2 separate regions of the Anas platyrhynchos genome follow, and region 1 is linked to region 2. The links are chromatin contacts, called in public Hi-C maps. All regions are on one chromosome and are shown on one strand. The core of a region is the stretch at or near the end of the contact, and the rest is flanking DNA. Distances in the headings are between cores, read along the strand shown. Region 1 holds the start of PGM3 (phosphoglucomutase 3). Region 2 holds the start of PRSS35 (serine protease 35).

What was found. A called contact is a pair of places that touch in the nucleus more often than the background predicts.
Region 1: a contact with region 2 is called in a Hi-C map of subcutaneous adipose tissue, with 3 times the contacts expected there. The contact joins the promoter of PGM3 here to the promoter of PRSS35 in region 2. A contact is called at or near these places in 3 of 8 Hi-C or Micro-C datasets (skeletal muscle and subcutaneous adipose tissue).

Annotation. Positions count from the first base shown.
Region 1 is chr3:84,841,353-84,845,563 of IASCAAS_PekinDuck_T2T, forward strand. PGM3 (phosphoglucomutase 3) reads left to right here and starts at 2,957. Exons shown (of 13, transcript XM_005024795.6): 1 at 2,957-3,434; 2 at 3,870-4,075. The coding sequence starts at 3,872.
Region 2 is chr3:84,627,920-84,631,840 of IASCAAS_PekinDuck_T2T, forward strand. It overlaps PRSS35 (serine protease 35), which reads right to left and starts at 2,155. Exons shown (of 3, transcript XM_038176693.2): 1 at 1,994-2,155; 2 at 1,276-1,504.

The sequences.
Region 1 (4,211 bases), core at 1,707-4,206, 210 kb after region 2:
TGTTATCGCACATGAAATATCCTACACTATGGTTTTCACAGATCCTTTTGTTATCAAAATAAGTGGTTGCACCTTAAGTTCAGAGTTTTGTCACAAGTGTCAATAAGAACTTAAGCAGAAAAATGGTACAATGGAAAATTAGGAAATACATACAGTGACTGTTCAATCCATTACAGGTCACAATGTAATTTGTATAAATTGTCAAGCAAATTTAAAAAAAAAAAAAAAAGCATTTAAAGAACGGTAATTTTAGAACATTTTCCACCAAAGAGAAACGTTAGTGGTCACTCGTGTGTGGAGCAATGACAATTTTCTAATGAGACCTGAACAAGCAGAAACTTGTGTTCACATATGACTAGAATACTTCAGTGTTACTTAACAGCAAAACTAAAATCCTATAAATTATCAGATTTCATTCTTCCCCAGCAAGATAACTGCCGTTTCAATACATTGCAATGGTTTGGCTTAAAGTTTGTGGAGTTACTTGCACGCAATTTTCTAGACAAAGAGAGAATATCCGGACGTTACAAATAGGCTGCTGTTTGACAAAGTATTTTTCTTACAAATATCAGTCAGCTGGCTAGTAGGCTTCTTGTGTATTAAACCTAATGAATTGCTGGTTTATACATACCATATAGACCTCTGAAGATTTCAGGCCAATATGTTTTTAAATACACATATTTCACGTATTACACATATTACACATATACATATTAATATCAATAATATTAATATTATTACACATAATACACATATTACACGTATTATTCTTTGTAACAAACTTCCAAATCATCCAACTGATGTCTACTAAATGAATAAATATTATGAGGAAAAGCTCCATCATTATAGGAGAAGCAAACGCGTTAATTCTACATTTCTCTCACTAAGTACTGTCTAGCTCAGTTTCTTTGTAAGTTTTTAGAAGTCATTGACTATATTATCTACCCACTAATTTCAACTGAAAGAAACTTTTTTTTTTTTTAACACTTTCTAATCTGTCAACCAGTTTTCAAATGATACCCGACCTTTATTTTTCTACACAGTGATTCCCTCCGCAAACCTCAACGGAAGCATTCGTGAGCACTCTCATGACCTGCATTATCTGGATTCAAAATTAGCATATCCAGAAATAAAAGTCATGAGTCTTTGGTTTTCCTTACAAGGAATCATGACTGGAGTGTACTATCAGCAGTTTCTTCCTTTAGAAAAAAATGAAGAATGCTCATGCTCACAGTAAAGCTTTAGACAGCGCTAACTGAATTGTCTGACCATTCTCCTGCACAGACTTTCTGGTCTACGTCAATGTTGCCTTTCAAATTTCCCTGTGATTGAAATCTCATGGATAAGGCCTATTTCTAAATCAGTTTGGTTTGCTGCTTTAAAGGAATTTTTTTTTTTAAGCAGAAACAGGACTGAATGCAAATTCTTTCACTGTTTTTAAGTCCTGACCATGTGGAATCTGCACTGACATGCTGACACATCAATGTTTTAAACAAATAAACAAAATCACAATGAATTATTAGCTGTTATAGAATTACCACTCCATGAAAAATGTAATTTACTTTCTGGACAGTTCTGGAAACAAAGTGTACTTGAACATTTTGATTTATTTATTTTTGTCTGCTCTCATGCTTTAGAGGTATTTCTACAAAAATGAACTTTATTTGTCCAGACCTTCAGCTCTGCCACGGCTGCAGACTGCAGGTCCTGAATTCAAAAAGAGGAGAGAAATTTTCTGCCTCATTGCATAATAGGAAACCATACACATTTTTTACCTTATGAAAAAAAAAAAAAATTAAAATTTCCTTGGTTTATTTGGAAAAAAAATCATTGGTATTAATTTTGTAGTCATCGGCAGAGTGTACTGAAACACTGTCATGAAAAAGCTGCTGTCAGAGTGCTTTGATTTTTAGATTTGAGCAGCCGAGCCTCAACAGCTCAACAGTAAGTGTGGTTTCATTGCTCTGTACCAATTTCCAAGTTATGGTGCTTAGTGACAAAGCGGAAGGCATCTGCTGGTGGTTCTTTACAGCTACTTCAGACTTTTCATTCACATTCTTAATCTACATATTGATAACATCTAAATATGATAATCCATTGTATTATACATTTAAACTGGGGGGAGGGGGGGGAAGAGGAAACACTAAACTTTATTCATCTCATCTTAGGTGTTTTCCTTTCCAACATGCTTGGTCTAACAGCATAAGCATAAAATACAATGAGTTGAACAACTACTACTATTAAGAATTACCATTAATGTAACGAGACCATAATGAGATGATAGCAAAAGGATATTGGGAATGGTGCCAACAGCATTAAAAGATTGTACAGATAGTGCCCAAAGCTCACACGTGATAGAGTGAGGTGGGCTTTCTTTCCCCCCTCCGCTTTGTTTAAAAGCAAAATTCGATAGTGCAGCACAAAAGTCTTTGCATTTCATGGGTTTGTGGAATGAAGTGAGAGTAGATGATTCACAAAGCAGTAAAAGATGCTGCGCACACTGCACCTTGACGGTATCAGTAATGCTCCCTCAGTAATGCTCCCAATGTGCTTTTGTGTTGGAAACCGTACTAATGTGTCAAAATAAAGGGGAAAGTGGCTTTTGAGAATCTCGTCCCTTACCAAATGGGCATCTGATCAATGAATTCAGCCCAGTTGCTGGATCTATTAAAAAAGCCAAACATTTTATGAAGTGTTTATGATTGTATGCACTGTATATAGAGGTATTGCCATTATTTTAAGCACGTATTCACTCTAAGAGATGAAGCATTCTCAGGATTATAGATGATAAACAGAATACGTTTATCTTAGACCAGGAGAAAACTGAGATTATCGTGCCTGATCTCCTTTTTCTTTTCTCTATTTCCCTCTCTCAGAGGAGCCGCCATGAGGCGGGCGGGGGCGCGCACGCGCGCCGCGCTCCCGGCCACCGGCGGCCGTTGGGGTTGGTGGGGGGGGGGGCAGCACCAACGGTCGCCGCCGTTTGAAGCTCAACGGTCGCGGCGCGCGGGCTGCCTCAGGGAGAGCCTCGCTGAGGCGAGGCCGGGCGGGGGCAGCCTCCATCCCTCCTTCACCCCCTGTGCCTGCGGGCTGGGGGCTCGCAGCCGCCGCCGGGGGTCCTGTCAGCGCCGGCTGCCGAGCGGGCGGAGCTCGGAGGCTACGTGGCTGTGCTGAGCCCGGAAGAGGAGGGCGGTGGCGGCTGAGGGCGGTGAGTCCGGGAGCCGCCCCCCTGCAAGCAACGCGGCTGAGCCCCTGGGGGCTGCTCGTGGAGGGGTGCTCGGGTGGCACCCCCGGCCCAGAGCCTGCCAACGTTACGGGTCCTGGGAGCGACTCGTGTTCTGTCGTGTTCTGTCCGCGTTCACGCACCTGGCTGAGCTGCAGCCCGAAGAAGATACCCGCTGACACTGCCCGGAGCTTCCCTGCGATTTGCGAGGGTAAGAAGAGGGGCGGCGGGCTGCATCAGGGCTCAAGGGTTGGTGCGTGGAGCCGTGGTCACGCGCAATGAGTGGCTAACGCTGAAGTGGGAAGCGGCCGGCCCTTTGCCAGAGCTTTGCTGGGAGCCCTGCCAGTGGACAACTGAGAATTTCAGAGCTCCTCGGCTAAATCGCTGCATTGTCTTGTGATCTGGTGAAATCTGGCCCTGCTCTGGTTATCTAGTGTTGCACTGGGAAAGCAGAGGCTCCTTCATGGGTTGCTCCTGTAGTGGTCCTCCCCACAGTCCCTCCAAGGGGTTTATGGGCTATTGATGGTATTGTCTTGCCCTCAGTTTAAGATATCCGTAGCCTTCAAAATTAAATGAAGTGCAAACTGTGAAACAAACTTTAATGACTTGCTTCTCTCACGGGCATCTCTGCTACTTCCTTCTCTAGAAATGGATTTTGAAGCACTGAAAAAATACTCAGCGCTGCATCCTAAGCCTGCTGGACTCACCCTTCAGTATGGCACTGCTGGGTTCCGCAGCAAGGCAGAGCAGCTCGACCACGTCATGTTCCGCATGGGCTTGCTGGCAGCTCTCAGGTCCCGAGCCACAGGATCTACCATCGGTGTCATGGTTACAGCATCTCACAATCCTGAAGTAAGAACAACCTTTTATTTTCAAAGACATCGGATGGGGTCACTGGTGGAATCAAAGCCCCTCACAATAACGGGAACAAAAAGTACCTAGAGGTCACGTCCTGCAGGTACCTGCACATCCTTAAGGGGTGTGTTCA
Region 2 (3,921 bases), core at 905-3,404:
GCTACCCCAGGCTGAATTTATTTGTCTGTGTAGCTCAAACAGAAGAAAAGTTTTGTCCTACTGCCTCATGGTGTTTTATCTTGGTTTGTTCAGAACAGCCTGGGCTTGTAGGAAAGTCAGCACAATTCACATTAGACTTGCATAAATTCAGATGCAGTTCTCAGACCACAAAATATGATAAGCTGAAATACTACCCAGCTCCTTAACTGCTTTTGGCCTTGTTCTTTAAATGGTCTGAAAGCTGGAATTGACAGCTTTGCACTGACAAAGCAAAAGGGAGGACATTTTTGGAAATCTCATACTCCCTGCAAGAAGCCATCACCCTAACCCTATCCACCACTGCTCCCTTCACTCCTCTGGATGTCAGTGCACAGATTTCATCCTGCACTCCCGCTTATGGAGAAAAAAATAATAAAAAAATAGAAAAACACAGCGACTCCTGGCTCTTACAAAATTTAAGCTGCTTCAGTAGGCGTGAGAAGAACGAATTTTACAAGGCTTTTTGAAAACTCTTGTGGGTTCCTGAAATTACACCAAAAAAAAAAAAAAGGAAAGGAAATTTAAATAATAACAATAAAAAAGAAATAAAATAAGAGAAAATAAATGGAAAAAAAAAATAAATAAAAATGATTTCTGTTTCCCCACGGGGGCAGGGAGAACCCCCGGACACCCAAGTGTCGGCAGCCGCTGGGTGGCGCGCCCGGACAGCGGCACGGCTCGGCACGGCTCGGCTTAGCACGGCTCAGCACGGCTCGGACCGGCTCAGCACAGCACGGCTCGGCTGGGCTCAAACCGGCACGGCACGGCTCGGTACTTCTCGGACTGGCAGAGCTCGGCAGGGCTGGGCTCAGACCGGCACGGCTCCTTTCGGGGCCAAGCGGCAGAGCACGAGCGCGTTGCAACTTTCTTTGCAACCCTGCTCAGCCCTCTCCGGGAGCCTCTCCCAGCCCCGGGGCTCGCCACCAGGCAGCCCCCGCTCCTCTCTGCCCGGGGCTGCGCCCTCTTCCCCTGCCAGGTTTGGGGAGGGGGCCGAAGAGGGAAAATCCCCAACCACACAGCCCCATCCCGCTGCGGTCCGGGACAAGCTGAGCGGCTGCCGGGTCTGAACTTGCCCTGGGTCCCCGTCCCCGGCTGCTCTGCCCGAGCCTGATGCCCTGGGGGGACATCAGCAGAGAAACAGAGATTGAGAGGGGGAAAAAAAAAAAAAAAAAAAAAAAAAAAAAAAGGAGGTCGTTGGGTCTTTGCTTTTTCATCGCCCGCTCCGCTTCTGCTCACCGTTTGTGTGCATCAAGCGCTTGGAAGTCCGGTGTTTTCCTGGGAGAAGCCGAGGATCTGGAGGGGAAGGCTCCCAGTCGCTAAAGCTCCTTAGCCATCCTCTGGTCCTGCTTTCAGGCGTGACCGCGGGAGGCTCTGCCTTGCTGTGGCTGATCCAAAGGAGTTCCCTCTCTCCCGAGCCTGAAAGTTAAATACCTTGGCACAGCTCTCTTGCGATTCCGAGATAAATCTGCTCCCAGCGGTGACGAATCTGGATAAAATTAGTGTCAATTCCAAAAAAGAGAGCAGGAATGGTAGCACAAATACTGCGGGGGTGAATCAGAATTAAAGGAGAGGTTGTTTTGAAATGCGAAGAGGCTCCCTCCGTGCCTACAGCCGAAGCTGTACAGAGGCAAAACCTCCTGAAAGGGGAATAAATGTGCCCCTCTCGTCTGTCCTGCTAGTCGCCCGTGTTTCAAAAAGAAAAGAAAAAAAAAAGGGGGGGGGGAGAGGGTCAGAGCAACGTGTCGCTTTTCAGTCCTATCAAAACTGCATCCCTTAGGCTAACGCGGCAGGGGCTTTACACCAAATCCTGCACAAGCCCCGGGCACCGACACCCCTCAGCTCCCCCAAATTTTGCCCGGTGGCAAGGACACGGCCACCCCCAGCCCTCCTCCTGCCCCGCTCCCCGGCGGCTGCCGCCCCGGCCAGGTGCGGGCAGCCTCCCCCCGGGCTGTACCTGGCTCCGATGGAGCCCAGGGGAGGGGAAGCGGCCACCTCCAGGCTGTGAGAGACCCCCTGCCCTGTCCTGTCCTGTCCTGCCCTGTCCTGCCCCGCCGACCCCGGCCCCGGCACCCGCCGCCGCCGAGCACCCGCGGCTACTGAGGACGGGGCGGGGGTGAGCTGCCGGGTCTTCCCGGGCGGGGGAGGGGATGGAAAAAGGGAAAAAAAAAAAAAAAAAGTAAGGGAGGACGGCAGGGAGAGAAGGGGAGGGCTGAGAGGAGATCCCCTCGGGTGGGATGGGGTGGGATGAAGGCACGGGGCGGGGAGGCGCAGCGCCGCGGAGAGACGGGGTCATCCCGGCTGGGGCCGGGCTGGGTCTCCCCGCCCTTCCCTCGGGGTCCCGCAGCGCCTTCCCCTCCCGGGCCATGCTGGGTCCGCTCCTCAGGAGCCGCAGCTCCGCTCATCAGGGCCCCAGCCCTCCCAGCACCTCCCTCTTCTTCTCCCCTCTCTTCCTCCCACTCCGTCTAATGCTTCTGTCTTCCCCTGCCCAGGCTCCCGGAGCACGTCTGGTTGTAGACAGGCAGAAAACCCAGCACTAGAGCTGAGCTTTGGTGCCTTTTCTTCACCCTTGCCAAGGCAGAGACCTTTGGCTGGGGGTCCGTGGGTCCTGTACCATTGCAGCCCCCCTGGAGGAACCAGGAGTCCCAGCTGGTGTCCCACAGCCCCCTGCCCTACAACACAGTTCTTCCTGTGCTGTGCAGGTGCACCACACGAAAAAATTCACTCATTAAAGACTTTTGCAAGAGTCAACCAGACTCTTAACCAGAGTCAATTCAGTGAGTTCTTCTGCTGAAATCAGCTCGTGCTAGACGATGGCCCTCTTGATTTGCCAAAACCGGCAGGAAATTTGTGGCATTGCTAGAGATCAAGTTGAGATCTCCAGAGTGCTATTTTGTTGTCGTAATCATAAGAATATCTTTCCTTTCAAAGACTTAACTTTTGAAACTTAGTGGAACTAATTGTATAAGTAGGTTGGAAACAAGGCATTGGCCAGGAACTGCAGCCTAAAGTTTCATTTCAAATTTTTGAGTTGATTTCTTCAAAATGTTAATTTTCTTGCAGGTCTGCTTTTGTTGCTGCTTGTGCGTACAACTTAAAAGTGTAATACTAATTATTTATGTACCTGAGAAAATGAGCTGAAGGGTTCCCAGTTTAGCTGACAAGGGAAGATAGAAATTAATGTTACCAGGTAGTTATGTTTTACAAGCAATTTCTTGAACATAATCACTTTCACACTGGGTCAGGCCAAAGGCTTTTCTAGACCAAAAGGCTCTGAAAGAGAATTAGTATAGGGCAAGATCAAGCCCTATATCAAGTAGTCCCTTTGGGCACTTTCCCTACCACCATTATTTTAAACTCAGAGGTTTCCTGTGGCAGATGTAGTTTCTACTCACTTAATAACCTTTGCTGGGATTCTTTATCAGGCACTTAGCCATCTTCCCTTAAACCTAGGTAGGCCTTTAGCATTCACAGCTGCCTGTGGTGGCAAGTTTCACAGGTCAACCAAGTGTTGTCCACTACAACTGCTCTCTCACTTCCCCTCCTCAAAGGGAAAGGGGGAGAAAATACAATGGAAAGGACTCAAGGGTTGAGATAAGGACAGGGAGATCACTCAACAGTTATCATCATGGGCAAAACAAACTCAGCATTGGGAAATTCATATAATTTATTGGGGTTCCTTTATTGGGGTTCCTTCCATGGGATGCCATCCTTTCCAAACTGAGCCTGCAGGGGCTGCCCACAGGCAGCAGCTCCTCAAGCACTGCTCCCACACAGCTCCATCCCACGGGGTCCATCCCCCAGGAGCAAACTGCTCCAGCACGGGGTCCCCACGGGTGGGGGCAGCTCCCCCCAGACCCCCTGCTCCTGCGTGGGCTCCTCTCC